2 separate regions of the Rattus norvegicus genome follow, and region 1 is linked to region 2. The links are chromatin contacts, called in public Hi-C maps. All regions are on one chromosome and are shown on one strand. The core of a region is the stretch at or near the end of the contact, and the rest is flanking DNA. Distances in the headings are between cores, read along the strand shown.

Evidence for each region. A called contact is a pair of places that touch in the nucleus more often than the background predicts.
Region 1: a contact with region 2 is called in a Hi-C map of Schwann cells, with 11 times the contacts expected there. The contact joins two enhancer-like sites. A contact is called at or near these places in 4 of 12 Hi-C or Micro-C datasets (the A7r5 cell line, the Rat2 cell line, Schwann cells and 1 more).

What each region holds. Positions count from the first base shown.
Region 1 is chr14:6,042,635-6,046,131 of GRCr8, reverse strand. Hsd17b11 (hydroxysteroid (17-beta) dehydrogenase 11) reads right to left here. Exons shown (of 7, transcript NM_001004209.1): 6 at 706-822. Among named protein-coding and RNA genes, the nearest start is that of Hsd17b13, 12 kb to the left of the region's middle. Within about 2 kb of position 1,836, at least 1 of the 93 cell types and tissues checked has an H3K27ac peak or open chromatin away from gene starts, as enhancers often do. A contact at or near this core is called in Schwann cells, where this site is marked.
Region 2 is chr14:5,823,999-5,827,303 of GRCr8, reverse strand. No RefSeq gene overlaps it. Among named protein-coding and RNA genes, the nearest start is that of Dmp1, 14 kb to the left of the region's middle. Within about 2 kb of position 1,988, at least 12 of the 93 cell types and tissues checked have an H3K27ac peak or open chromatin away from gene starts, as enhancers often do. A contact at or near this core is called in Schwann cells, where this site is marked.

The DNA.
Region 1 (3,497 bases), core at 587-3,086, 220 kb before region 2:
TTATGATGAGTGTTTTATACGTGTTTAAGTGCACTGCGTGTGCGCATGGTGTCGTCTGAGGCCAGAAGAAGATGCCAGACCCCCCTGGAACTGGAGCTATAGACATTAGTGAGCCTCCATGTTGGGGACTGAGCTGTAAGAGCAGTCAGTACTCTTAACCACTGAGCCATTTCTCTAGCCCTTCCCTTGAGCTTTTTTTACCTAAACCCTAGGGCTTTTGAGCAGAAGGTGATAAAATGCTTGTTATAACTTAAATCTCTCAAGTTTTATTTTTTAATTAATTTTTAGTTCCATGATTCTTAAAATACGATTGTTTTGGAACAGATGTTGGTAGTAGTTACCTGTTAAAATACAAATTTCTGAGTCAGGATTCAAATGTCCTGTATTAAAATCTACGACGATAACCTTGGTCTCCTCCCAAATCTTACCATGATTCTACTATCAAAATACTTTAAAGACATTCTTGTTCACGGATAAGGCACATAAATTTCTTTGGAAACAAAACCAACAAACCTTAAAAACTCGTGGGTATGTTCCAGTGGCTATTCTAATGGTCCTTAATGATCGGTACCTTCAGTTTTAAAATCTGATAGACTCTCGGCCTATTATTTTTCGCTGGCTTGCTCCATACAACCACACGTTATGAACTGAGGTCAAGTCTAATACGAGCATGTTGACTCCCGGTGCAGACGAACCCACCGTTACCTTTCCAATACTGTCAAAAGCGCTATAGAGCCCGGGACGAAGATCATCTTCTGGTTAGTGAGGATCCCGTGCATGAGATGCTCTACCACCTCCTCAGGTTCCAGGGTGGGCCCTAAACTGAAACAGACACAGGCTTTAGACGCCAGGTATCTCGCTGAAGCGGGACCTCCGTGTTGAACACACAGGATTACTGTGCGGCTTGAGCCTTAACTCATCAAGGCAGCTGACCCCAACCCAGGCTCTCAGTAAGGCACACGGTCCCACTAACACCAGCCACCCTATTTAATGCATGTTATGCACCACACGCACATTAAGCCCTCCACAAAGGTGCTCTCGCTGAAGCTTTACAAGGACCTAATGCCAGAGAGAACAGAATCCTGAAGCTGACGGTTAGGAGATGGCTAGTTAAAACAGAGCTGACAAGTTCACTTTTAAAACTTCAGGCGTCTTGGGGATTAGTAGAATTTTGACATGCGATCGTATATTAAGTAGCTTTACTGGACGATGTCTAGCGTGTCAGGGGGATGGGCATGTGGCCTGTGTGCCTGGCTCCAGGTCCTCAATGTCCATACAGAAGCTCTGTTTCTCAATGGCTCTTGATTTCCCTTCCAGCCGCCTTCTCTGATCTGTGCCCATCTTCCCTGTGAGGCAACACGACAAGCAAGGGGCCTCTCAACGCGGCTTTTAACAATGTAGGCACGGTAGTGAGTCCACCTAGGAGAGGCTGTGTGAGAGCTGGTCTTCGGTTTTATAAAGGGCTGTATAACCACAGACTCACTAAGTATGCTCATACCCCCAACGAGTGAAGATGGAATTGACATGGGATCGGTGCAAAGAAATGAGAATAATGGAAGGAGTTACGAATAGTTCATTCGGAAAGAACAATTATTTCACTGTGAAATAAAACTGAGAAGAATGTAGCATTCTACTTAAAAGTGAGCACAATAATAGGACACAGAAAGGAGATTTTAGTCTAGCCATACACTACGTAATTCTTCATTCTTAGCATATATAAGCATGTGTTAGAACACTGTGAACACCGTGGGACTCTGAAACAATTACATACGACACCATAGCTTGGTAGAGCACACTGTGACCCGGCACCCACCCCAGGAAGTGCACACACTAGGCTGCTACCCGCCACCAGGGGGTGCTGTAGTGACTGACTGAGCACTCCTTGATGTCCCTAAGATCAGACAACTCTGAATGAAGTGCAGTGATTCTCGAGCCTTGTGGTTTGAAAGGCTGAAAGAAAGGACTTTCAGAAAAAGTTCAGCCTCCCAAAATCCTCACGTCGATAGGAAATGCAGTCGAATTTTTAAAATGCTCACAATGGTTTTTGTACAAAGTATACATCAGTACTATGAGCCAATCATTCGGGGTCAGGAAGGAGGGTATTATGGACAAAGAGGACGACTGAGAAGGATTCCCAGGCCAAAGGATTGGGTTTGATTGGCTTATCACTCAAGCAGCTCGATCAATGGCTGGGAGCACAAATTCAACTGTTATGACCAAAACTTGAGTTTTCACTTTTGCTGTTTCTTAGCCTATGGGCACAAGGCAGCGTGTAGTGGCTCTCCCAAGGACAGACTTTCCAGTTTTGCAGAACTTTATGGTTTCCATGGTGCTAATGCTCCCTCCCATGGCAGGTTTCAGTGACCCACGGGGCATCATTTGGTGAGTACGGATGAGCACCGATACTCCTGGAATGTGACCATGGTGAAATGGGCACTCGCTCTTAGCACTTTGTACAGCTCTGCTGCAAAATCCTTGGAGCATAGCATCCATCTACCTATGCACCAGGTGAGGTAAAATAGTATGACACACACACACACACACACACACACACACGCACGCACGCACATGCACGCATGCACATGCACGTGGGCAACACATGCACTCGCACACACGCACACATGCACATGTGTGCACACACACGCACACATGCATGCACGCGTGCACACGCACACATGCACGCGCACACACGCACACAACTTCCAAGTATCAAAAGTAAAATTAAAGCTATATTTGCGTAAAAGCGAAATGTTTCAAGAGTTGGCTATGGAAAACCTAAGCGTTATCAATTACACCGAGTCTAAAAATTTAGACTAGGCTGCATTGTTTATAACACTAATGGGGCAAAGGGAGATAAATCGTTTCCAGAAGACTTTTAATGAAAACAGCTTGTTCTTGAAACACCAGGGTCTCTATGGGGGTCCCTGTGACCACCAGGACCGGCAGAATATTGATCAGCGTAAGGCAAAGAGGGAAATTCGGTTCAATACCACTTAGTTAGCCAGTGTTGGTTCAAACTCGCAGTCTGACCCCAAGTAGTTTATTGCAAGCAAATTTAAGCTCAGTGCAATTTGGAGGACTTTCCTGGTGTAATACTCTCTCTGTCCACAAGGAGGCACAATTACATCAAAGATCAATTTAGGTCCATGTCACTTCTTCCAAGATGGGCTTTAGGGGTAGACTACGGTATATTAGCGTAAGGTCCTAGGGAAGAATTGGATGTGGTCCCAGTCATAAAGATAGTATACCCATCTTTTTCCTTGAAGTCTCTGTGCTGGGCTCACAGCCATGTGTCTCTATGCCTGGTTTTATGTGGTGCCGGGGGTCAGGGTTCATGCATGTTAGGAAAGTCCTCCTCACACTCAGTCAGGTCCCTGGCCCCTGAGTACTGGCAGGGTACTTTCCTCTTTTGTCTCCAGGTTGAGAAAAAGTAAGCCTTTTGCTATGTAATAAACAGTTGGAAAAAAATCTGTGTTTTAAGTAGTAATAATTTGGCT
Region 2 (3,305 bases), core at 739-3,238:
GCCTCAGGCTTGCTGGATTCCGCTGACAGGGAGTTAGCAGGTGCATCATTTGGGTCCCTGGCGCCACATGCAGCTCATTGGCTCGCAGATGGTAACAATTAAGACGCAACCAGTCATTAGAAGAAAATGCAAGGATGTTTTGCGTCTTGAAAAACCGCCCATCTGAGCGTTAGTTGCAGTAGCTGCTGCCCGAGTTCTCTCTGCAGTTTTTCTCTCTGCATTGGCTTCCTTGTCAGGATAAGCCACGATTTAAATAATAAAAGGTCTCCCTCTGCCTTTGTACCGCGGCTCAAGAGACTGAACACCTCACTTTCAGAGAATCATCTTCAGACTGGAGCACGCATGATCAGGAAGCTCGGCTCGCTCCCCTTTTTAATACAGATCAGAACTATTATTTTAAGCAACTGAATATACTTGGAGCAACTGCTCTGAGGCCTCTCTCTTGAGTAAACCAGTCTGGCCTGGAGACCTGCTGGAAGTTAGTTCCCGTGGGGAAGGAGGCCAGGGGAGCACAGGAGAAGCTGAACAATTCTTGCTATCCTTTTATCATTGCACCCTCGTGCCTTTCCTGCTGTGGGCTGCGCTTTGCCTCCGTACTAAGCAGGCTTGTATTTTCTGTGCTTTCAAAAGGCAATAATAGTACAAGTAAGGGCATACAGTTTTTCCTCAGAAGGTCACTCTGGTTCTCAAAGGACTATTTTCCTATCTCTATCCATGTAAGGCAGAAGGGCTGTGAATCTCTGACCCCAGCCTTATCAAGGGGAAGGCTTGAAGGAGACAAATGACCTGGAAGGATGAGAAAGCTCTAGAACTACAGAGAACGAAAAGAGTTGTGAGGGCAGAGGGAGGCACAAAAGAGATGCTTTGTCCCCCCCCTCCGCCCCCCCAAAACGGGATTCCATTTGGGTTGATAATTTGTCTTTTGAAGGGGAATAAACCGAAAAACTATTTCCACCATTTTCTAGAAACCGTGTGTGCGAACAGGTAAGAGAGTTTCCCTCTGGGAATTGAGCGTGCTTACTTTGCATTTCAAACATGGGAATAATCAGAGAGCCGCGGAGGGAAATGGCGCACTCACTGTGGTGCAGAAGGTTCCCGATGTCAGCAGACTCAGTTTGGCCTCTTGGCCATGCTCTGAAAACATGGGCATTTTCCACAGTCGCAGCCAGAGCCGTTTTTATGTTTTTATCCATATACATGTCTTCTGGTGTTTTATAGTTTCCACATGCCCACAAATCACCCAAGTTATCTTTGCATCTTTCTCCTTTTTCCTAAACAATGTTAGTGGTGAAGCTGCAAACATCTTTGTGCTAAGATCGTTTTGCTCTTAGCCATCCTTAGAGGCACGGCTCTGAATTAACAAGCAAGAGGAGCATCCCTGGACCAAAGTCTGTCAGGATACCTTACAGTGATTTTTCCAGCCCGTCTGGGTGGAGAAGCAATCCCACAGGATCTGTCTATTCCGCGCAATGCGGGTTTTACTACGCTAGGTTGCTTGACTCAGTGCTGGTACCATGTGAGATAAAAAACGCAACCCACTCAAAGACGACAACAGTTCCAAGATTGCAGCCTTTCCAGTGTAGAGTTGCAATTTGACAATATCATTATGATTTAAAAGATGAACGTTATCATTACACACAATTGGAACCAACCTCCCTCCCTCCCTCCCTCTCCCAGGCTTGCTTCAAGTTCACTGTGCAGCTCAGGATGGCCTCCAGCTCTTGACCATTCTCAGAATCCCAAGTAGTGGGATTACCTATGTACACAGCCATACCCAAATCTATATTTCTTTTAAAAAAAAATAGGGTTCTTTCATAAATCTTCAAATCCCGAAACTAACATTTGAATGAAAAAATGGTCCAGTGGTGTAATTTCTACACTTTCCAGAAGATGGCAGCATTGCCTTCCGTTATAGGCTCTCAATGCCTCCGCATTCCGCGTCCCTCCCTCCGCCAGGATCACAAGATCCAGAGCACTGGAGGTTCTTACACCGGAAGGTCCTGGTCCTTTATCTCCCACCAACCTTTCCTTTTTAATGTTAAAACAGCCCGATAGAGGACCTGTGCATGCTGATCACAGTTTCTGATGTTTCAGGAAGACACCATTTACCTCTGACTCTCACAACCTTTCTGCCTCTTCTACTGTACGAAACAAAAATCAATAAAAGACAAGTTAAACAAACAAACACCCCACATTACCTCAGCTTTTCAAGTGCCCGCTTTATTGTTGAAAAAGCTTCCACCCCTTAAAGCGAAGGTCAAGTGTTTTCATCCTCTGAGTCCTTTACCTGCCTGTGAGTAGATGAGGGGTTAGAACACACCGGCCCTACATTTGCCAATCGGATGCTGCCGCACTGACTGTCTGGGGATTACGGTCACTCTGTTCTCAACTGTCTCTTGAGAGCAGAAGATAAAGTTCACATGGAAAAGATGCCCTTGCCAGAAGGAAAGGATAGTGTTTTTCATCGAGGGGTGCGTGTAGGGGCCGAGGGAAATAGGAGGAAACGTCACTGATATTTTTATTGTCACTTCTCTACCTGGGTAACTCTGGCTCCCTTGCCTTGTTCTGTCTCCTTGAACTTTCTTCTCTGTGCAATTCAGGATTTGTGTCCAACTCCATACCTCGGGTCTTCCCTCCCCTGCAAGGTTCTCAGGGCTGGCTGAAAATCCCAAGCAGAGATAAAGTTTTGCTTCCCTCGCCGAGGCGCACGACATAGAAACAGGAAGCAAGAAGCACAATTAGACGGTTCCCATGAGGTGTTGTTAGTCTGGACTATTTAAATGATGGGAAGAGTTACAAACGGAAATTATCGTAAGGAAACATGAATGAAATTCAAGAGGCCCAAGGAGGAGATGACACTGACGCTCGGTCTTCTGCTCTCGTCTTTTCCTCTTCCTCTTCTCCTCTTCCTCTTCCTCTTCCTCAGCCACAGGTGTTTTCTACGTTTGTTGACACGTATGGAGAAAAGCCTGGCTACCCACACCCAGACCCATTTCCACCACCACAGATGATTTTTTTTTTTGGTTCTTTTTTTCGGAGCTGGGGACCGAACCCAGGGCCTTGCGCTTCCTAGGCAAGCGCTCTACCACTGAGCTAAATCCCCAACCCCGATGATTTTTTTTTTGGTTAAGTCTAGGGAAAGATTTTGCCTCGCCTAACTTGGACCAGTGTTATCAGTGGGACAAGATCCCGTCACTTAAAATGGATCTATTGAGCACGTGCTTAGAGGCAGGCAGTTTCCAGATGTGAGGTGGGGAGCATAGACCCAAGAATGCGTCTAATGCACATTGGGACCTAGACAGAAG